Regions from separate parts of the Rattus norvegicus genome. Here region 2 is linked to region 1. A link is a contact called in public Hi-C data. All regions are on one chromosome and are shown on one strand. Each heading gives the region's core, a stretch centred on a gene start, on an enhancer-like site or on the middle of the called end of the contact. The rest is flanking DNA. Distances are from core to core; before and after follow the strand shown.

Region 1 (2,664 bases), core at 106-2,605:
AATACAGACTCATGTTTCACTGAGAGAAGCCTCAGAGGCTCAGGTTTCCTTGAATGTGTGCAGCAGTAAAAACCAATCAAGGTGTTGGGCCTGGGCTGTTCCTGCCAGTGTCCTCTCTGCACTTCAACCTGCACCCCATTTTCCGGTCGTTAAGACCGCTGAAGTCTGAGCAGAGAAGTCCAGGTGGCGTAATGGGCCAAGATCTGACGCACTTGAGAAGGGAAACTGTGCCTAGAGTTTGTCCAATAACTTGGTTCCTGAGTCTAACTCAATTCCTTGGCATACCAAGAAAAGGCTGTGTTTAAGGCTAGTCAGTTCTTTGGTCAGCGCCAGAGGTGACATTGGAAAAATACAAGGACAGTGTGGCAGAGCTGGAGCCTAGAGTAGTGCAGACCGCCCACCCTAGCCCGTAGGTCTCTACCGGCAGATGGGGCCCCGAGTGGCCCTAGCCACAACCGGCTGGCAGTGGGAGAGGCGGGGGCGCCCCTTCTGGGTTCGCCCTTGTGCTGGGCTCGCATCCCAGGGGTTGGAAAGAAGCGGGGGCGTAGGGGCCGGGCCAGCGATATGAGGGCGGGGCTTTCCTTTGTCAGGAGATTTGTCCGGCGTGACCAGGACTGCTCCTCTCCTCTCACCCTCGCGGGCGGGGACACTACTACGCCCGCGGGTGTGGAGGGAGTGAGCTAGAGGGGGTGAAGGATGAGCTGGAGTCCCTGGCCCCAACCCCAGGAAGCCCCTCCCTTGCCGCCTTGGCTTCCAATCCTTGCCCCCGCCCCCTCCCCTCCCGGCGGGGCTCCCTGCAGGCCCCGCCCCCGTCCTCCTCCCTTGCAGTCGGCGCCGCGCGCTCCCGGGCTTCCAAGGGGGCTGCCCGGGCGGGGCAGCGGCAGTGGCGGGGCTGGAAAGGGGAGGAGATCCGCCCGCCACCCGAGCACTTCCAGCCAGCGGCGTGTGAGCGGGCCGCGCGGCGTTAGAGAGGCGGGCTCGCCCCCCTCGTGCGGCCGGAGCGGAGCCTTTTGTTCCCGGCCAGAAGTTTGCATGCCGGGACCGTGACAGCTGCGGACGGGGAAAACGGCTCCAGGGCCCGCGGCGTGGTGGAGAAAAGAGGCGACTGCTTGTCATGCAGCCCACGACGCGGCGGCTGGGGGCCGGGGACCTGCAGTGGCCGGGGAGGCGGCGCCCACAGGACACGGGACTTTCTGCTGCCGGAGGGACAAACTAACTTCCTGAGCGCTAGACCCAAGGCCGGCCCGCCAGGAGCCACCTGCAAGGTTGCGGTGAGGCGACCCTGGCCCTCCGGGGCGCGAGGCATGGCGCGGGTTTGCGGGCGGTGCTAAGTGAGTCCTTCAGACTACCTCTTGGTCGCTGCCGCAGCCTGCCCGCCTTCTGAAAGGCCCAGCGTGGGCCTCCACTCGCCTTGTTTTGCGGCCACGATACAGTGTTGGCTTGGAAGCCACAACAATGCCATGATGTTTTGGAGACAGGAAGCCCCAAGCTGGCCCCGAATGAAGGACTTCCTGTGTTTAAAGTTGCAGGAATATCCGCTGACCAGCCCTGTTCAAATGCAAACACCCCAACTAGAGAGGACGAATGGCTAATTCAGACCAGCTGGACTCTTCGGGGCTCAACACAGGATAAAAATGAAAGGAATTCTTAGGAGCTTGGACCATACTTGAAAGCTAGAGAGGGTGTGCCATTGTTATTAAAGGACATAGTTGGTATAAATTTTCTGCTTCCAACTCAGCTTCGGTGAGAATAGAGTGAAACTAGATATTGAATAAGATTTGTCAATATCAAATGATTTTTTGCAGACTGAATTTGAAGGGACAGTACTCTTTAGAAAAGTAAAACCAGAAGCCATACAAGTAATTGTTTTATGCTTGTTGATTAAATAATATCATTTGTCTGTCTGCAATTATGAGGCTGCTAGCCTGTGAGGAAAAACCTGTTTGTCTTAGAGTTTTTCCCAGAATGGTTTCAAATTGGAACTTCCAGATCTTTCTGGAAGGCAGATGCAATTGGTGGTTTGGAGTATAAACATGTAAGAGAACTTACAATTCATATAGAATGTATTTTGAGAGAACCTGTGAAAAAAAACTTTTTGAAAGCTTGATGGTTCATCTTTATTGAAAAAGTATGGGTAAGCCACTTAGCAGGCCAGACTGTTTAAGGAGGAACCCCACCTGCCTGGGTAAAGGGGAAGATGAGGACGGCTATATAGAAGATTGCTATGTTCCACAGAGGTCCATATACGATACGATGCGGATAAATGAACAGATTGACCAGGGGTCAAAACTTAATCAGACGTCAAAAAGCACCATGGAGAAGATGGACGGAAGTACCCTATCCAGCAATGGTACATTAGGAGCATCATCTAATGTTTTTGAATCTAGAGTACCAGAAGGCAAGAAGCTGGATGAGAGGATAATATTTGATGCATTAAAGCTAAGCAGTGATGTGCAGAAGTCAGCACCTGTGCCACCCAGACGTCGGCCAAATGCAGAGCGCAAAGATAATGTTAACAGGAGATCCTGGAAGTCCTTCATGCCACCCAACTTCCCAGAATTTGCAGAAAGGATGGAGGCTTCTCTGAGTGAAGTCTCAGAAGCTGGTGCTTCAAATCCTTCCTTGCATGAGAAAAAAGAATCCAGTTCTGCATTGACAGAAAGT
Region 2 (2,664 bases), core at 89-2,588, 240 kb before region 1:
CAGTTCTTGCTCTAGGGTAAGAGGCTCCTTCTTCACTCTGAAGAATGAGAACTGAAATGGAATTCCAAGCGGCCACTTTGGTTGCTCAATGCCATATGCAATCTTCTTCTACTTGCTCATGTGTCTTTGCTGTGACATTTACTAGTCTAAGTTATTACCACAGCCACTTCCCCGTTTCCCGGAAAACAAGTCAACGACGGCTGAGTGGGCCAAAAGTGGGCTAAAAGTATCAGTTTTGTTTGTTTGAGACAGTCTTACTCTGAGGCCCAGACAGACCTTGAACTTGTAGCAATTCTGCTTCGGCCTCTTGAGGGCTAGGACTACAGGTGTGAGCTACCATCTTGGAATTCCTCATTCATTGCTTTTGGTTCTAGTCAACCCATGACTAGTGGGATTGAATGATATACAACTAAATGGAGAACCTGATGACGCTGGGAACCCTTTACAAAATGGTCCTAAATAAATCCCTGCTCGTATTTACGTTTCCCTTTTTTTTTTCCCCCTCCAGGGCTGAGAATAACTGGCTACTGGCTTCCCTCGCGTTGCCCTAACCAGTTTTGCTCCAGAATCCTTCCTTTGTTCCCTGGCAGTCGTGGTGCAGCCTCAGGTTCCCACATTTCTCCCTTTTGATTTAGGTCGCTCGGTTGAGAGGGCTGTCACAGTTTAGTAATCCTATTGGGTCTCTTCCCCCCTGGATTTATGCCCTCCCCCCATGTGCACTCAGAATCCTGTTTTCATCACTCTCTCAGTTGTCATCTCTCAGGCTTTGCTCCTTGGCCTGGTTTACTTTATGGTGATGGCTCTGTCCCCCTCGCTTCCACTTCAGTTTCGTCTGTTTCTGGACAATCCTTTGTTCCCGGGCTTCTTTGTGAGCCCTTCGGCCTCACATATATATCAGTCCTGGCTGGGTCTTGCTCTTGTCTTGGTTCTGGAGCAGTGTGGCCTTGGATGTGAGGCATCTTGGTCTTTTGCTTCTGCCTTCAAGGTTTTCTCTAGGACCTTTTCCCGCAGCCGCACAGGCCCAGCCCGTGGCTCCCTCCTTTGTCCCGGCTGCCGGTGTATGTTAGCGCTGAGTAGGGCTGCGGCCCAGCTTGGGTCGGCCCGGGGGTCTCCCGGCCTCTGCGGCCCGCTCGGCCTCCTGTTCTGACGTGCAGGGGGGCCTCCTGGCGGCGGGCCTCAGGCGTCGGCCGGCCTCTTCCGTGCCCCGCTCCCGCTCGCGGCCCGCCCGGGCGGTGGTCGGCCGCCCTCCCGGCCCAGCAGGCTGCAGTCGCGGGACTGAGGACGCGCCCGGCGGCGGAGGCGGCGGGCTGAGGGGCGGGGAACCGGCCCGGCCTGGCGCTCCTGACAGGAGGCGCCGCCGCCGTCGCGCCGGGGCGGGCTGAGGGAGGAGCGGAGCCGAGGGGTGGGGAGGCGGAAACGCGAGCCGGGACCGGCGGAGCGCGAGCCGGCCGGGTGCGAGCGGTCTGAGGGAGCCGAGAGCGACTGCCGGGCCGAGCGAGACAGACGCAGAGCGGAGAGCGAGAGAGCGAAGGCGCCGCCGCCACAGAACCGCACAAAGGCCGAGGCTGGGGACGCCGCCGCCGCCGCCTCGGCGCGCGGGCCTGGAGCCGGAGCCCCTCGGGGCCCGGGCAGAGCGCGGCGCGGGCAGCCATGGCCGGCTACGTGCCGGGTCAGCAGCCGGCCAACCGCAGCCAGGAGAAGGAGTTCGTGCAGGCATACGAGGATGTGCTGGAGCGCTACAAAGGTGAGGCTGCGGCCGGGCCGGCGCTGGCGGGAGCCGGAGCGGCTCGGCCCGGTGCAGGTGGGGAGGCGGGCGGGGGGCGCGTCCACCGGCGCGGGGCTGGGCCAGGAGCTGCGGCCGCCGGCTTCTGGTAGAGTTGAGATAAGCCTCGGAGCCCCGCTCCCCGGCCGGCGCTCGGCGCTCTCATATCTCCAGTCACACTGTTTGCTCTATTATCTGGCCGGATCCGAAGGAGGAGAGACGTGGAGCTGGCTCGGGAGACCGCCTGCTCTGGGACTCTGGTGGAGGAGGAGTTGGGCTCGAGGGAGACGCTCTCATTCGGTTTCCCGGGGCGAGCTTCCCTGCGGTGGATCTCCGGGGGTCGCCCGCCCGCTTTTGTCTCTTTGACTATCAAGAGTTGTCGAGAGGGAGCCTAGGATGGCGAGCACCCAGGGGGTCGTGGGGGTCGGGTGGGCGGCGTGGCCGGTGAGTGTGCAGATTTCTGTGGGGAGGCCTCCCCACCCCCAGGCCACCCTCCTTAATGTCTGGGCCTGCCTGGTTGAGGCAGGGGTCTAGTTAGCATTATTATTTTTTTTTTCCTCTCAGAAATAAAGATTGGTCTCGGAGCTCGGATTTCAGCCCCTGGAGGCTGTCTTGCGAAGCAGTTCAGCGAGTTAATGTCTAATCTCCGCTGAGTGCACGCAGAGAAAGTTTTGACAGGCCAGCAGGGCTGCGGACTGCCTTTCCTTAACCGCCCCGAGTGGAAGGCAGGGGTGCGTGGCCCTGGAGCCCCAGCTTTGATTTATATTCAGTGTGCTCTGGACTGCACTCTCTTTGGAGATGTTGATTTTCCCAGAAACTTCACAGCCACCCCTCCCCCGCCAAAGCTGGTCTCTAGTGACTAGCCTTGCCTTTCTTTCCATGTGAAGGAGAGAAATCTTCAA

Evidence for each region. Hi-C and Micro-C count contacts between places; a contact is called where the count stands out from the background.
Region 2: a contact with region 1 is called in a Hi-C map of mammary epithelial cells, with 2.5 times the contacts expected there. The contact joins the enhancer-like site here to the promoter of Macf1l1 in region 1. A contact is called at or near these places in 1 of 12 Hi-C or Micro-C datasets (mammary epithelial cells) and 1 of 1 datasets of contacts at active chromatin or transcription factors (oligodendrocytes).

The regions. Positions count from the first base shown.
Region 1 is chr5:140,968,747-140,971,410 of GRCr8, reverse strand. It overlaps Macf1l1 (microtubule-actin crosslinking factor 1 like 1), which reads left to right and starts at 1,355. Exons shown (of 1, transcript NM_001291383.1): 1 at 1,355-2,664. The coding sequence starts at 2,131. The region is part of intron 58 of Macf1 (microtubule-actin crosslinking factor 1); the gene reads left to right.
Region 2 is chr5:141,210,260-141,212,923 of GRCr8, reverse strand. All of the region lies in intron 2 of Macf1 (microtubule-actin crosslinking factor 1), which reads left to right. Among named protein-coding and RNA genes, the nearest start is that of Macf1, 22 kb to the left of the region's middle. Within about 2 kb of position 1,338, at least 64 of the 93 cell types and tissues checked have an H3K27ac peak or open chromatin away from gene starts, as enhancers often do.